Linked DNA regions of Mus musculus: all the other regions are linked to region 1. A link is a contact called in public promoter capture Hi-C data. All regions are on one chromosome and are shown on one strand. The core of a region is the stretch at or near the end of the contact, and the rest is flanking DNA. Distances in the headings are between cores, read along the strand shown.

Region 1 (4,576 bases), core at 951-3,450:
CATCACGGGCAGACCCCATGAAATCCACCATAGCAGCATGGTATCCCCCCCCCCCCCCCCCCCCCCCCCCCGTGTACCTCATTGTACTATCTTTTGCAGACTCTTGATACCATTTTGCTAGGCCAAGTCTTAGTTCCCGTGGCTTCCAAGGAAAGGGCTGACATTATTTGGAAGTCAGGTCCAAGGACTCAAGGACGAGAGCGCAGAGGTGGAGAGGGAAGTTGGCAAGGAGGTGATAGATAACCATGTGCTTTGAAGTGGCCATTGCTTCACCATGAGCTCCAAAGAGACCCAGCCTGCCTTGTCTATCCAGTCTGCCTCAGAGCACGGGGAACCCTTACCATGTTTTTAAAAATCATCATCATCATTAATGGGAAAGGAACATGCTGATATATTTTTTATAATTAACTTTTAAGTCTTCACTAATCACTAGTAATTTTCTCCACTTAGAAGGTGGCAGAGCTGGTAGTTATACACAGGGACTCTGCAGTCTGAGTACCACGGTTCAAATCCAGGCCTGCCATTCACCTCTTTATTAATGAGTCGTTTGAAAGACTGAGTTTGTGTCTGGGAGCATTTTAAACAGAGCCTGGTAGTCAGTGCTCTGAATGAATTGACGTCAACATGCTGAGCACAGGGACTCCGAGCTGTGATTCCTTTTTAACTCCAACAGATGATACTCTGCTTTTGCAGGCAGTACTGTTTACCTGACTCTGAGGGCGTGGCTGCTGCTGTCCTCTTTCTTGGGATGACGAAAGAGGCTGCTAGCTGCGGCATTGGCGCTTTAGACGCGTGCTTGGCCTTTGCGGGTGCGTCCTACTGGGATATTTATGATAGTGCTCTCTGACTGGAGTTACTTTTAGACTTGTCTCTTTTCCTCATTTTTGGCAAACAGCTAGAGGGCAGGATGGTTTCAGGTGGTCCTTAGATGAATGGATTCCAGGAGGGGCAACGCTGTATTGATACCAAGGCGGGTACTATGGGCAGGTGCCAGAAGCCACCATCCTAAAGAGTGATGGTTTTGTAGTTGAACTGGGCAAAATACACTTGCTTCCTTGTGCTGGCATGGCCTCTTGTGTTCTCCCCCTCCCCTTGGGTCCATCCTAGACTGTGTTGTTGACATATTGCCTGGCTCAGATGAGCTAAGAAAGGTTAAGCTTGAGAGAGGAGATGGTAGAAAGTTTTGGGGGACCTTGGGGATTCCGTTCCATCTCAGCTAATTGGTTCTTTTCTGTGACACTTATTGAGCACCTACTGTATGCACAGTGTTTCTGCTCCTGTGGAGGAAACAGTGGTGAAGGAGTGAGGGTGGTTTAGTTTTCCTGGCTGGTTATAGAAGAGACTTCTGAAGGGGTGGCCTTTTTGGGCAGGCCCTAGAAAATAAGTTTTGGGGCACTGATTTTGCAAGAGGGAATATATGTTTAAATGTCCTAAGGGGAAATCAGCTTCAAGAATACGAGTGTCACCAAGACTAGAGGAGCCTGCTGGGTACTTAAGGGTGGATTTTTAATCTGAGGGCAGTAGGGAATTGTGGGGCATTTTCCCTTCTTTTGGTTATTTTCTTTTTCTCAGTCACCATACTTTGGAAATTCCAATTACCAAAAGCATGTATTTAAGAGACAATGGGATTTGCGACCTTGAATTACATTAGGCTTTGGGGAAATAATGTATGGTATGGATGATAGTGAGAACCGCCGAAGGGACTCCCTGGCTCCCAAACGAAAGACTAACATTGCCAACTAAATCTGTAAGGCCTCACATTCTGCTCCTTCCCAAAGCTATATACCAGATAATTAGAAACTGATTGCCCTCTACTGATAGACTAAAGAAGGTTACTATTGTATAGTGAGAGATTACAAACCTATTGACTGCACTTCAGCCATGGCTTTAACAGTAGGCTGGCCCTGGACATGGCTAAAGGGAAGAGCTTGTGGCCTGCATTTCCTTTTGTATTCTCTGTAAGGCAGTTCACCTCCCAGGGGCAGGAGGGAGCACTGGCTTGCGGAGCTGTGAAAAACACTGGGTTTATGTAGTCAGCAGCCCCATGGCCTCAGTGAACCCAGTTAATCTTTTGTATAGTTGACTTGCTCTTTCCCTGTATTTACAGCCCCAGGACGCCCTCTCCATGGCCGTCTGCCTCCCGTGCACTCGATACCCACCCCCAACTGCTCTGCTTCTGATTTGCATTTTCACGGTTGAATGGATCTGCTGACTTCCCTTTTCTTTTCCGTTACAGGTCCTGTGCGCAGGTGCGGGTGAGTACCTTGCTCCTTTCCATTCTTGTGTTGTTTGCTACTGCCCCCTAGTGGACACAGTTGCATTAATGGCTAACATGGGGGGAAAAAATCACAGGAAAAAAAGATAACAAGAATCCACTTATGGGGTTGGAGAGATGGCTCAGTGGTTAAGAGCACTAGCCTCTCTTCCAGGGGACCTGAGTTCGATTCCCAGCGGTGGCTCACAACTGTCTGTAACTCAAGTTCCAGAGGGTCTGGCATCCTTGCACAGACATGCAGGCAGAACATCAATGCATATAGAAACATAACAACCCCCCCAAAATACAATGAAGATAGAAACTGTAAGTGAAAGGAGCATTCAGTTAGTTGTTTAACCACAACTATAAAAATTCTTTGTTTTCTCAACTGAATGACGGTGATATAGCACTGTATTCCCAGTTCCTCGGGAGTCTACGTCAGCAGATTCTTTTGAGCTAGGGAGTTTGGGGGCTTCCTGGGGGACATAGTTAAACCACCAGCTCATAAAATCATTGGATTTCTTGTGATTTTCTTTCACCAGCCCACACCCATGTGTGAGATAAATATACTGAAACTGTAATACTGAATATTTCTATTTTATGTGATATGTATTATTTTGCAAGCACTTTCTTATGTTGCTGTTTTACTACACTTACAATATGGTGTTGTGGGATTATAGAAATTCTTGGAAAGCAGAGATAGCCTCCTATATTTTTTGATTTTGCGTGTCAGCCTGGGAGTGAGTCTATAGCTCATGGTTGCGTACTTGCCCGATACATATGAAGTTCTGGCATCCTTTGAAAGGTAAGTTATACAAAGTTCCTTTCCTCTTGGCCCTCCAGTGCTGTGTGGAGGCCTGAGTCCCAGTTGGAGCTGGGTACTTTTCCTGGTCTGTAGGAAGACAAGATAAATACAGATGCCTGCCTAATATTATGGTGACGATGGTTTATATAGCTAAATACATCCAGCTGAAAGCACTGTTCTGGGATCAAGACCTTACTGTTTCTGTAGGAGGATAATAGTAGTTACTACTTTAAAAAAAGGTATATTTTTGGGAAAAAAATGGTAGCATTTTTTGCCCCTAAAATTCAGGACTTTTTTTTTCTTTTCCAGCAAAGCCAAACCGAACCAAACCAACCAACCAAAAAACAACCCAAAGCCTAGGACTCATTGAGATAAAATGATTGGCTTGGTCTCCCCAAGGAGGGCAGAGCTTGCTGAACCCCTCTAATAAGGCAAATCTTTGTTAATAGCAGTAATTATGCAGAACTTTCACAGACAGTGGGGTGCCCACACAGGCAGGCACTGTCTCTCCCGTGAGCCAGCCTGGTAGATAAGTTGGAGAATAGCTGGAGCTCTGCAGAATTTCACTGCTCTAGTGCAGTCTAGCTCAGAGGGTGGAGTGTTATTGAATGCTCATGGCAGGGAACAAAACTCCAGAGCTACCCTAGAAGGCTTTCCCTGGGAACTAAGGACTCCAGAGCCACGGGAGGGGCTCTGCGTTAGTCTGCTGGGTGACCCTCAGGATCACGCCACATTCTGTCTCCCCACACTTCAGGAGGTTCTTTCTCTCAGCCCTGAGAGCTGTGTCATCATGGTGCTGCCTCCAGCCCCTGCCTACATACTAATCTGCTCTTCTTATATGAATGGCAGCTTTATGGGGAGAGACCCCCCACTCTCATGACCTCATTTGGACTTAACCCCTTGACACCCTATCTTGCAAGTGTGCACACATTTGGAAGTACTGGTATATGGAGTACTTTAATGTATGGGTTTGGGGGATGACATCATTTAGTCTATAACTTACAGGGAGTGGGATTTAGGTGCAGACTCCAGAATCGATGTCTGGATTAAAGCTATAGAGTTACCCCCGTGACAGGCAGTAGGGTGGGAAATTGAGAAGGTGTTTACTTTACATTCAGAAGGGTGTGTCCTGAATTGTGAACCCCAGATTCAGCTACCCACAGTGCTGACTGAGTTCCAGTTCCATTCTGTACCAAAGAGACCTATGAGACACATCCACGTATTTTCCCCAGGAGCTGGAAATGCACATTCTTCTCCACTGGAGATGGAGCACTGTCTGGAATAGACCTATTTTAGGATACACAGGACATCTCACGAGTTTAAGAATTCAGGGAGCCACTGCAAGCATCTCTCACAGTCAAGTAAAACCTAGAAATCAGCTATTGCGAACTCTGGAAACTACACACATTTGGAAACTAGCAACATGCTCTTATATAACAGGCTCACAGATCAATAATGCAAGAAAAAAAGAAAAGGAAATTAAAACATTTGAGAAAAAACATATTTCAAAACATACA
Region 2 (4,591 bases), core at 1,294-3,793, 180 kb before region 1:
TCTGTGTAAGACTCTGGCTTATATTTCCAGTACTGCAAAGAAAGGAGGAACAAAGTAGAATCTGGCCGGGCGTGGTGGTGCACGCCTTTAATCCCAGCACTTGGGAGGCAGAGGCAGGCGGATTTCTGAGTTCGAGGCCAGCCTGGTCTACAAAGTGAGTTCCAGGACAGCAGGGCTATACAGAGAAACAACCCTGTCTCGGGGGGGGGGGGGGGGGGGGGGGGGGGGGGGGAGGAAGAATCTGTTGGCTCGGCTTCAAGTGCAGCTCATGTTTCTGCTCCCGCCCAGGCTTACTCGCCTACTGCTTTGAGCCTGCTCCCTTGTCTTTCTCTGAACTAGGGGATCACCCCAGCACAGGCGGTTCCTGGTGCGAACCCATTTGATCTGGGGGACTCAGGAAACAGATGCATCCTCCTGGTCTCGGCTTAACGATTGGGTTTCTTTTCTTTTTCTTTCTCCCCCCCCCCCCCCCCAAAGCCAGATCTTGCTCCCAATCAACAAAGAGGAAAAAAGTAATTACTGAAGTATTACTGTTATTATTATTTCCCGCTAGGAACTACCGCATACCTTTCTTGTATCTGGTTTTCTCTTTAGGTCAGGGGGTGGGGGTGGGGTAGGAAATCTAAAAACAGTCCTGTCCTGGCTAAAGGATGTATTAATTATTTTTAATCCTGTTTGTACTGGGGATCTCTTTGAGGCTTTAATGAAATAGATAAACTTATCACACCCACAAAATGTAATACAGTTCTAAGAGGCTTACACACCTATTGAAGACTGAGAACTCAAGAGAATCCATGGATCCCAGCTGGGAAACTCTACTCTGTTGGGTACGAGGGCTCCAACCTAGCACCCCAGCACTTCCAACACTTGGGAGATAGAGGTGGGAGAATCAGGAGTTCAAGGTCATTCTCAGCTACCTAATAAGTTCAAGACCAGTCTAGGCAACATGAAGGAAGCTCTGTCTTAAATACAACAAAGCAGAAGATAGACAACTAGTAAGGCAGGGGAGGCGATATCCAAACTAACACTTAGCAGAAGAAAATTAGAATACCTGAACGGTATCCTTAACTAAGTGATGATAGCAATAAGGATAGAGGCTAATGTTTCCAAGTCAATCGCTTTCATATATGCCAGCAACAAACAAGCAGAGTTTGAAAAACAAAACAAAACAAAACAAAATGCATTGCTTGGCTGGCAAGATGACTCAGTAGGGAAAGGCACTTGCTACCAAATCTGATGTCCCAAGTTTGATCTCCAAACCCCCACAACTAATTCCCACAGTTTCCTCTCTCCCTCCCTCCCCCCCTCTCTCTCTCTCACACACACACACACACACACACACACAGATACACAAGTAAATAATAAATACATAAAATTTAAACCCCACATTGCCATTTATGTTAGCACCCCTGATTTTTTAAAAAATAAGGTAGCCTGGGCTAGTAGTTTTGTTTTGTTTAGACTTATTTTATTATTATTTTTTTTTGTGCATGGATATTTGGTCTGTCTGTCTGTATGTATGTATGTATGTATGTATGTATTCCATGTGTGTTCCTGGTACCCTCAGAGGTCAGATCTCCTAGAGTTGGAGTTATAGATGGTTGTAAGTTACCAAGTGGGTCCTTGGAACTAAACCCAGGTCTTTACAAGAGCAATAAATGCTCTAACTCATCTATCTCTCAGTCTCTCTAGTCTTGCACCCAAGGTCCTCCTACTTTAACTTTCTAATCTTTCTCTTTTCTTCTCTAGATCTCCCTCCCTCCCTTTGTTCCTTCCTCCCTTCGTTCCTTCCTTCCTCCCTTCCTTCCTTCCTTCCTTCCTTCCTTCCTTCCTTCCTTCCCTTTTCTTTTTTTAATTTCATAATTTATTGAGTACACCATTATGGTGCAGCAGGCAGGATAATGAGCATGCCATCTGCTCCATGATATTTTATTACTTTTTAATGTCAGTGAAGATCTGTAGTGATGTCTTACCTTTCATTTCTAATGATGGTAATTGGTCCCCCCACCTCTTTCTGTCATGGCTTAACCTGATAAGAAGCTTGTTAATTTTATTGACCTATTCCAAAGAAGGCTTTTGGTCTGGTTGACTTATAGCTCGTGTTCATGGATGGGAAGACTTGGTGGATCTTTCTGATGCATGTTCATACATTCATTCATGTGTGTGTATAAGCCTAAGTACTTTAGGAACACATTCCAGCTTTCAGCCCTGTAGCTCAGCACCGAATTCACACAAATAAAAAGCCATCAATCAATCGATCAATCAATCAATCAATAACTCATGGCCAAGGAAGTCAGGAAAGGCCCTTTAGTGGATGTGGACAATACAGATACCAGACCAATTTACTCTGAGGATTTGTCACTGGGATTCCTGCTCTCAGTCCGCCGCCCAGGCAGGGCTGCCTATGTGCTCCAGTAACTGCACCAGCAGGAGGGAAGCACTCTCACAACCCTTTGTAGACTTGTTCTCGCTGTGTTTGCCACCACAGGTCTCAGGAGGCTTTTGCCTTTCTTGAGCAGAACTGAAAGTTCACTGCACAGCCAACTCTAGTGGCCCCAAGACTTTCATTTCCTTTTTTATTCTAGGGAGAGTATACTAAGCAGGGCTACTTCATCAAGAGAAAAGTAGGTGCCAGGTGAGTGGAGGCTGGGTCTGGGCTTTATTCACACCCATGGCTCTAAGCCAACAAATCATCAAAATCTTTTCTTTACCGTACAGATTTCTGACCCCGCCTCAGACTTCCCCTGATAGCGGATAGAGGACAGGAGTCTGTAATTTTTCCAGTTCTCTCAAAAATGTTCTGATGAGCCTGTAAGGTTTAGGACCCCACTGGGTAGTGGCAGAGGCTCCTTGTCCCTTTTTGGCTCAAGGCGTTCTCTTCCTTTCTCTTAGATCGCATCTTCCTTTCATGCTTTTTTCCCCTATAACACTTAAACATACTTTCATCATGTATTTTTTACATGATATCACATATATTTGTGTATTTCCTTTGTTGCCTGGTAAACTGTTCAAGGGCAGGGATTAAACCTTAGTATTTCCTTCCATGTGCTCAGGACTGCCACAGTGTTGAACAGGTTGTTCACAGAACAAAGGTTAGCATATGGGGTAAGCGGGACTGTGAACATGCTAAACCCCAACCTGACTCACCAAGTCAGTGGCCTCTAGTGACTAGAAGGAAGGATGCCTTTTCTAACATGACAAAAGCTCCAAGTAGGCTATGCCGGCTCAGTTTGTGCCTGGCTTCATAATCATATGAGGAAAATCTGAGCATCTATTCAAGAAAAAAGTTTGAAGCTGGATGTAATGACACACGCCTTTAAACCAGCACTTGGGAGCCAGAGGCAGGCAGATCACTGAGTTCAAGGCCAGCCTAGTCTACATAGTGAGTTCCAGGACAACCAGAGCTACAGAGAGAAACCCTGTGTCATTCCCTCCTCACTAAAAAAGAAAGAGAGAGAGAGAGAGAGAGAGAAAGAGAGAGAGAGAAAGAGAGAGGAAGAGAGAAAAAGCAAAGCAGATGATTTTGGTAGAGGGCAGGTGTTCATGCAATATTTGCCAAAGCCTTTGTAAAAATTTTACTTATTTATTTGTTTGCTTGTTTGTTTGAGACAGAGTATCTCTCTATAGCCCTGACTGTCCTGGAACTCACTGTGTAGATTAGGCTGGCCTTGAACTCATAGAGACCTCCCTGTCTCTGCCTCCAGACTGCTGAGATTAAAGGCATGCAGCACCACACCTAACTAAGGTCTTGTTTTAGAAGTCCCAGTCCTTCAAACCCCAGTCCATTGCTTCCTCTTCTGAGACTTCAGTACCTGGCTTGCACCTTGAGCAACATTTCATGCATTGGAGACAGTCTCGATCTCTCTCAGCATCTTCAACTCCCCTAGGGCCACCTTACCTACCTTGTATCCGAGCAGTTTAGTGGATTTTACTAGATGGATGAATAAGGTTTGCACAAGCGTGCCATCCCAGCACTAGGGAGGCTGAGATAGGAGAACTTCCACAAATTCAAGGCCAGCCTGAGCTACACATAGAGAACCTGTCTCTGGGCTTCTTCAGCTCATAAAAAGGCATAGTAACTTTTTACCTCTAGCACGAAAAATAGGTGGTGCAACTTCAGAAATAATTGGTAATTTAGTTAATTACATGTATATAAATAAAGGCTGGGATGCAGGTCAGTGACAGAGTGCTATCATATAATGCCATATAAGATATATTACTTTTATATTTGTTATTACAAATGATTCATATAATTATGTAATATGTATCCTATAGTAAATGTGTAATTATGTGTTATAATATATAATTAGCTGTGGCTGGAGAGATGGCTCAGTGGCTAAGAGCACTGACTGCTCTGGTAGGGCGCCTATGCTCAGTTCCCTGTACTGCACCTACATAGCAGCTCACAATCGTCCATAAATCAATCCAGTTTCAGAGCATCTGGCTTCCTCTTCTGACCTCTGAGGGCACCACGCTCACACAAGGTACACAGACATGCAGGTAAAACACTCAGACACATAAAATAAAAATAAATGTGAAAATATTTAAATAGTTTTTTTAGCTCTCACCTTTCTTACTCTCCTCTCTAGCC
Region 3 (4,500 bases), core at 1,768-4,267, 230 kb before region 1:
AATCACAACTAATTCAAATCTGGGATGGGAGGATCACTTGTGGTCAAGAGTACGAAGCCAGCCTAGGCAACACAGCAAGTAAGGGAGTTCAGACACAGGTAAACACAGATTCTCCCATTTAAGCAACTTCCCAAGTTTTGGTGTTCCCATATTCAGGGTTTTCCCATGTAAATTGTTTGTTTTATTTTAAAGAAAACCTAATGAAAATTTAAAGGTTTTCTTTTTGAATCTGAAGACAAGTTTACTAGAGTCTAAGCAGTCAGCTGCTTAGAGGAAGAAGCTGGAAAAACAGAGAAAGCCATGCTGTTTGAGTGAAGCTGGCATGGAGGCCAGCTACACAACAAGGGAAGCTTTGGAGAAAGTGTGGTGATATCCACTCCCAAACGGTGAAGAGTTAGAAATTAAAGAAAAAAGGTTGTTCTGAGTAGTTCTGAGAATCGAGACTTAGGCTGCATGGCTGTGGTTCTGTGAGCTACTGTTAAGAAGGTATGATTTAAAAACAAAATGACCAGAGAGAGAGAGAGGACTTGGCGGTTTAGAGCACTGTTCTTGTAGAGAACCTGTGTTTACTTCCAAGCATCCACATGGTAGACCACAACTCCAGTTCAGCGGATTCAATCCCTTCTTCTGGTCTCCATGGGCATCAGGCAAGCACATGGTACAGAGATATATACATGCAAACATGTAGGGGATGGAGAGGGTATACAAGGCCTGTGCATTCAGATAAGCACTAGAGAAGCCAGGGAAGTTAAACACAAAGCTTATCTTTACTTATTTATTTATTTATTATATGTAAATACACTGTAGCTGTCTTCAGACACACCAGAAGAGGGAGTCAGATCTTGTTACGGATGGTTGTGAGCCACCATGTGGTTGCTGAGATTTGAACTCTGGACCTTCGGAAGAGCAGTCGGGTGCTCTTACCCACTGAGCCATCTCACCAGCCCCCAAAGCTTATCTTTACAATTGAATGAGGTGCTTAGCTGTTCTTCCAGGAATGCTGGGAATGGATATAGTTTTATAACTGGTGATCCTTTTCTGTCGGATGAACCAGGCTTGGCTTGTATCTCACAGACTTAACCTTTTACTTACCCCAAGTCTTTACCCCTTAAAATGCTGAACATTACTTTTAGGCCACAAAAATCCTTGTAAGAGACGTCATTTGTACGTTACAAGAGTCTAAACGATTCTAAGTTATCTCAGGGTTGGGCCAAATCCTGACCCCCAGAGGGATTATGTTTGCCTCAGTCATTCTCCCTAGAGACCAGTTTCTCTTCTCTGTTTGCTTTTTTCAGACAAGGTCTCACTTCGGAACGCTGTCTGGCCTGCAGCTCACTATACAGACCAGGCTGGTCTTAGACTCAGAGTCTGCCTCTGCAGTAGAGTTGTTTTGTTTTGTTTTTAAACTGAGTTCAATAATCAGGACTTCAGAGAGCAAGAGCGAGAGGAAAGAGAGAGAGAAAGAGAGGAGGAGGAGAAAAGAGAATGAATATTATTCTACTGGGGCATGCATGTCTTAGCATAATCTAGTTTAATTTTTCATAGCTCTTGCTATCAGTCCAATTAAAATATAGTTAACAGTAACATAAGTAAATAATCTATCAATGACCTTCTTTATAAGAATGGTAAGAAATGTTCAACAAAACTCACCTGCAATTGTACATACTGGCAATTCCCCATCAAACATTCTAGAAAGAGACAACCTGGGTTGCTAGGCCACCTAGTTACTATATTAAGGAATTTTGCTTTTTCCCTGTCTTTGAGTGAAACTTAAAATATCCATATTAATGGGTATCAAACTCAGAAGAGTCACTGAAACAGTTTAATGAAAAACAAGTAAGAGTGGGCTGGAGAGTTGGCTCAGAGCTTAGGAATACTTGCTGCTCCTCCAGAGGACCTGGGTTCAGTCTCCAGCACCTACAGACAGGTGACCCACAATCATTTGTAACTCCAGTTCCAGAGGACCCAGTACCCTCTCTGGCATTCATGGGCACTGCAAGTTGGATGTAAACACATACACTGACAAACACCCATATACATAAAATAAAATAAAGCTAAAAACATCAAACAAACCAAAAATAAATCAAGCAAACAGGAAAAGCCCTGGGGCTTAGTCTACATTGTGTTAGTTGTGAAAACTTTAAGATTTGAGTTTGATCCTTAGAACTCAGTGAAGGGAAAAAAGAAGAGAGTCCGGTGTGATGGCCCATGCTTTCAATCATAGCACTTGACAGACAGAGGCTGGTAGATTTACATGAGTTCACGTCCATCATGGTCTACAGAGTGAGTTCAAGGCCAGCCAGGGCTACATAGTGAGACCCTGTCTCAAACAATAACAAAAAAGGGGTATCTTAAAATAAATACTGTCCTCTTTTGTTTTTGAATGTGACTCATCTGTGTATAGAATGTGTATGTAAGAAAGTGCCGTTGCCCTCAGAGGCCAGAAAAGGAAGTTGGATCCTCTGAAGATGGAGTTACTGGCATTTTAGAGCTGCACACATGGCTGCTGGGAGCTGAACTCAGGTTCTCAGGAACATGCTCTTAACCACTGAGCCATCTCTCCTCACCTCATTTTAAAAATGTTTCAATGTTCCTTCAGGGTCTTCTGATGTAGCTGATAGCTATGTGTTAACACACTTGTCTAGTTTGTGCTGCCCTGAGCTTGATCTCCAGCACCAAGAAAGAAAATAAACTTCATTACAAGGCAAGAATAAAGGCTTTATGAACAATTTAAACAAAATTGGCACCTGGCTTTCAAGCAAAAGGATACAAAAGCTGCAACAAATAACCAGTAACTGCAGTAATCATTTCAGGCCAATTCAATCCAGTTTGGCTTAGAGGGGCTTTGGGTTGAGAGAAGAGATGAGATATAATTTGTTTTCTTGCAACTTCTTGGAAGAATAACTCCATAATTGTCTGAGGGCTAGATACTTAAAAGAAACACAAGGCATCATGGGTACCATCAGTAGCAAAGCAATGAAAGCAGTCTGCAAAAGTCAGTCTATACATATGCAAATCACTCACCGGCTCACTATAGTTAAGCAATTTACATAGAAACCTTTTACAATAGTCCTTAAGATTCCACCTTCTAGCTCAAACAAATCCCCTATATAATTCTGAAGCATGAATGAGACTGCTTTAAAGACTGAGATAAGAGTATGAAAGCCACTTAGTAAAGTTAGAACTTAGTAAAATTTTAAAATGACTTGTTGAATTAATTACTGGAGTACCAAAAAACAATGGACAAAAGAGCAATGTAAGAAACACTAAACACAAGACTCTGATTCTCAGGAAGGTTTCTCTTGGTGGTTTTCTATACTCTTTCTAAGAGTGCTTATTTGTATTACACGTACACCTATGACACCCTTCATTTATGCCTGATCTGGGACTACATCTTCCCAGATGACCTGCCACAACCACAGGTCTCAGGCCACAGGTTGCTCATGGCACAAAAGCAAAGAGCAAGGCCATTCATTTCTACAACAAAGGTGACAAAAGAACAGTTAATAAATACACAATAACCCCCCAAATTAAACCCCTACTCCTTACCCAGTTTATTTGCCATTAAGGCACCAGAATCAGTTAGTTCCAGAACTGACAAATGTTGTAGATTAGACTCCCTATGAAAAAAAGGGAAAACATACTCTATGTTAAATATTATATTTCTAAATTTATTTTATATTGTTGATTTAATTACTATAGTCATATAAGAATTCCACTGAAAGCTTAAAACAGTCAGAAAACAGGATTCAGGATTTAGATTGTTGTCTACGACATTGCTCAAGGGCTGTTCAAAGTCACTTGTGTGTCAGAGCTCACTGACTACTGATAGTACTGTCAACTTTACAGAAAGTAGAATCAACCAGGAAGCAACCATTCAGGCATACTGGTGAGGAAACAGCTAGATTAAGGTTGCTCCAAAGAGCATCCAAGAGGGATTTTCTAGAGTATTAATTGACACGAGAAGACCCATCTTAACTGTGGCTGAGACCATTCCCTATGCAGGGAGTCCTGGACTATATATAACCTGGAGACAGGGAGTTGAGCATTAAGCATGCAGTCATTGTGTTCTGCTTCCTGAATGTAGGTGTGACCAGCTGCTTCAAGCTCCTACTGACACAAGGGACTATATCCTTGAACTGTGAGCTGAGACAAGCCCTTTATCTTTTGAGATGTCTTTCTCAGCGAATTTTATCAGAGCAACAAGAAACGAAATGGGAGCACACAGTAATCGAGGGACTCTTCTTTTTTCTTTGCATATAAAGTTCAGTCTACTTCTAACAACCATTTTGTGTATGTTCATATAAAATAAAGTATTACTTTTTGATAAATTACACTCAACTGTTAAAAACATGGAAGACCTAAACATTTCAACTCTTCTTTAAAAATAAATATAATTACTTTTAAATTTTATTTTTTTGTGTAAGGGTGTCTTGCCTGTATAGTATGCCTGTACACCATGTCTGTGCAGTGTCAGTGGAGGCCAGAGCAGGACACTGA

What was found. Promoter capture Hi-C pulls out the DNA fragments that hold promoters and counts their contacts. Capture Hi-C pulls out chosen DNA fragments and counts their contacts.
Region 2: a promoter capture Hi-C map of adipose tissue shows a contact between it and region 1. The contact joins two enhancer-like sites. A contact is called at or near these places in 16 of 39 promoter capture datasets (the 3T3-L1 cell line, 3T3-L1-derived adipocytes, the C10 cell line and 10 more), 22 of 484 Hi-C or Micro-C datasets (CD4 T cells, CD8 T cells, DN3 thymocytes and 10 more), 26 of 115 datasets of contacts at active chromatin or transcription factors (the 230-238 cell line, CD8 T cells, the HPC-7 cell line and 21 more) and 4 of 9 other capture datasets (adipose tissue, bone marrow-derived macrophages, liver and 1 more).
Region 3: a promoter capture Hi-C map of embryonic stem cells shows a contact between it and region 1, with 2.6 times the contacts expected there. The contact joins two enhancer-like sites. A contact is called at or near these places in 19 of 39 promoter capture datasets (the 3T3-L1 cell line, 3T3-L1-derived adipocytes, the C10 cell line and 13 more), 1 of 15 datasets of contacts at CTCF or cohesin (large pre-B cells), 9 of 484 Hi-C or Micro-C datasets (B cells, the Patski cell line, bone marrow-derived macrophages and 5 more), 13 of 115 datasets of contacts at active chromatin or transcription factors (the 230-238 cell line, CD8 T cells, the HPC-7 cell line and 9 more) and 4 of 9 other capture datasets (adipose tissue, embryonic stem cells, liver and 1 more).

What each region holds. Positions count from the first base shown.
Region 1 is chr2:90,472,650-90,477,225 of GRCm38.p6, reverse strand. It overlaps Ptprj (protein tyrosine phosphatase, receptor type, J), which reads left to right. Exons shown (of 24, transcript NM_008982.6): 2 at 2,237-2,255. Among named protein-coding and RNA genes, the nearest start is that of Olfr1274, 74 kb to the right of the region's middle. Within about 2 kb of position 2,200, at least 241 of the 459 cell types and tissues checked have an H3K27ac peak or open chromatin away from gene starts, as enhancers often do. A contact at or near this core is called in the 230-238 cell line, CD8 T cells, the G1E-ER4 cell line and 4 more, where this site is marked.
Region 2 is chr2:90,648,088-90,652,678 of GRCm38.p6, reverse strand. The region is part of intron 1 of Gm39871 (a long non-coding RNA gene); the gene reads left to right. Among named protein-coding and RNA genes, the nearest start is that of Gm39871, 20 kb to the left of the region's middle. Within about 2 kb of position 2,543, at least 57 of the 459 cell types and tissues checked have an H3K27ac peak or open chromatin away from gene starts, as enhancers often do. A contact at or near this core is called in the 230-238 cell line, CD8 T cells, the G1E-ER4 cell line and 3 more, where this site is marked.
Region 3 is chr2:90,707,253-90,711,752 of GRCm38.p6, reverse strand. It overlaps Nup160 (nucleoporin 160), which reads right to left. Exons shown (of 37, transcript NM_021512.2): 20 at 3,550-3,620; 21 at 2,771-2,930; 22 at 1,651-1,720. Among named protein-coding and RNA genes, the nearest start is that of Gm39872, 26 kb to the left of the region's middle. Within about 2 kb of position 3,017, at least 5 of the 459 cell types and tissues checked have an H3K27ac peak or open chromatin away from gene starts, as enhancers often do. A contact at or near this core is called in embryonic stem cells, where this site is marked.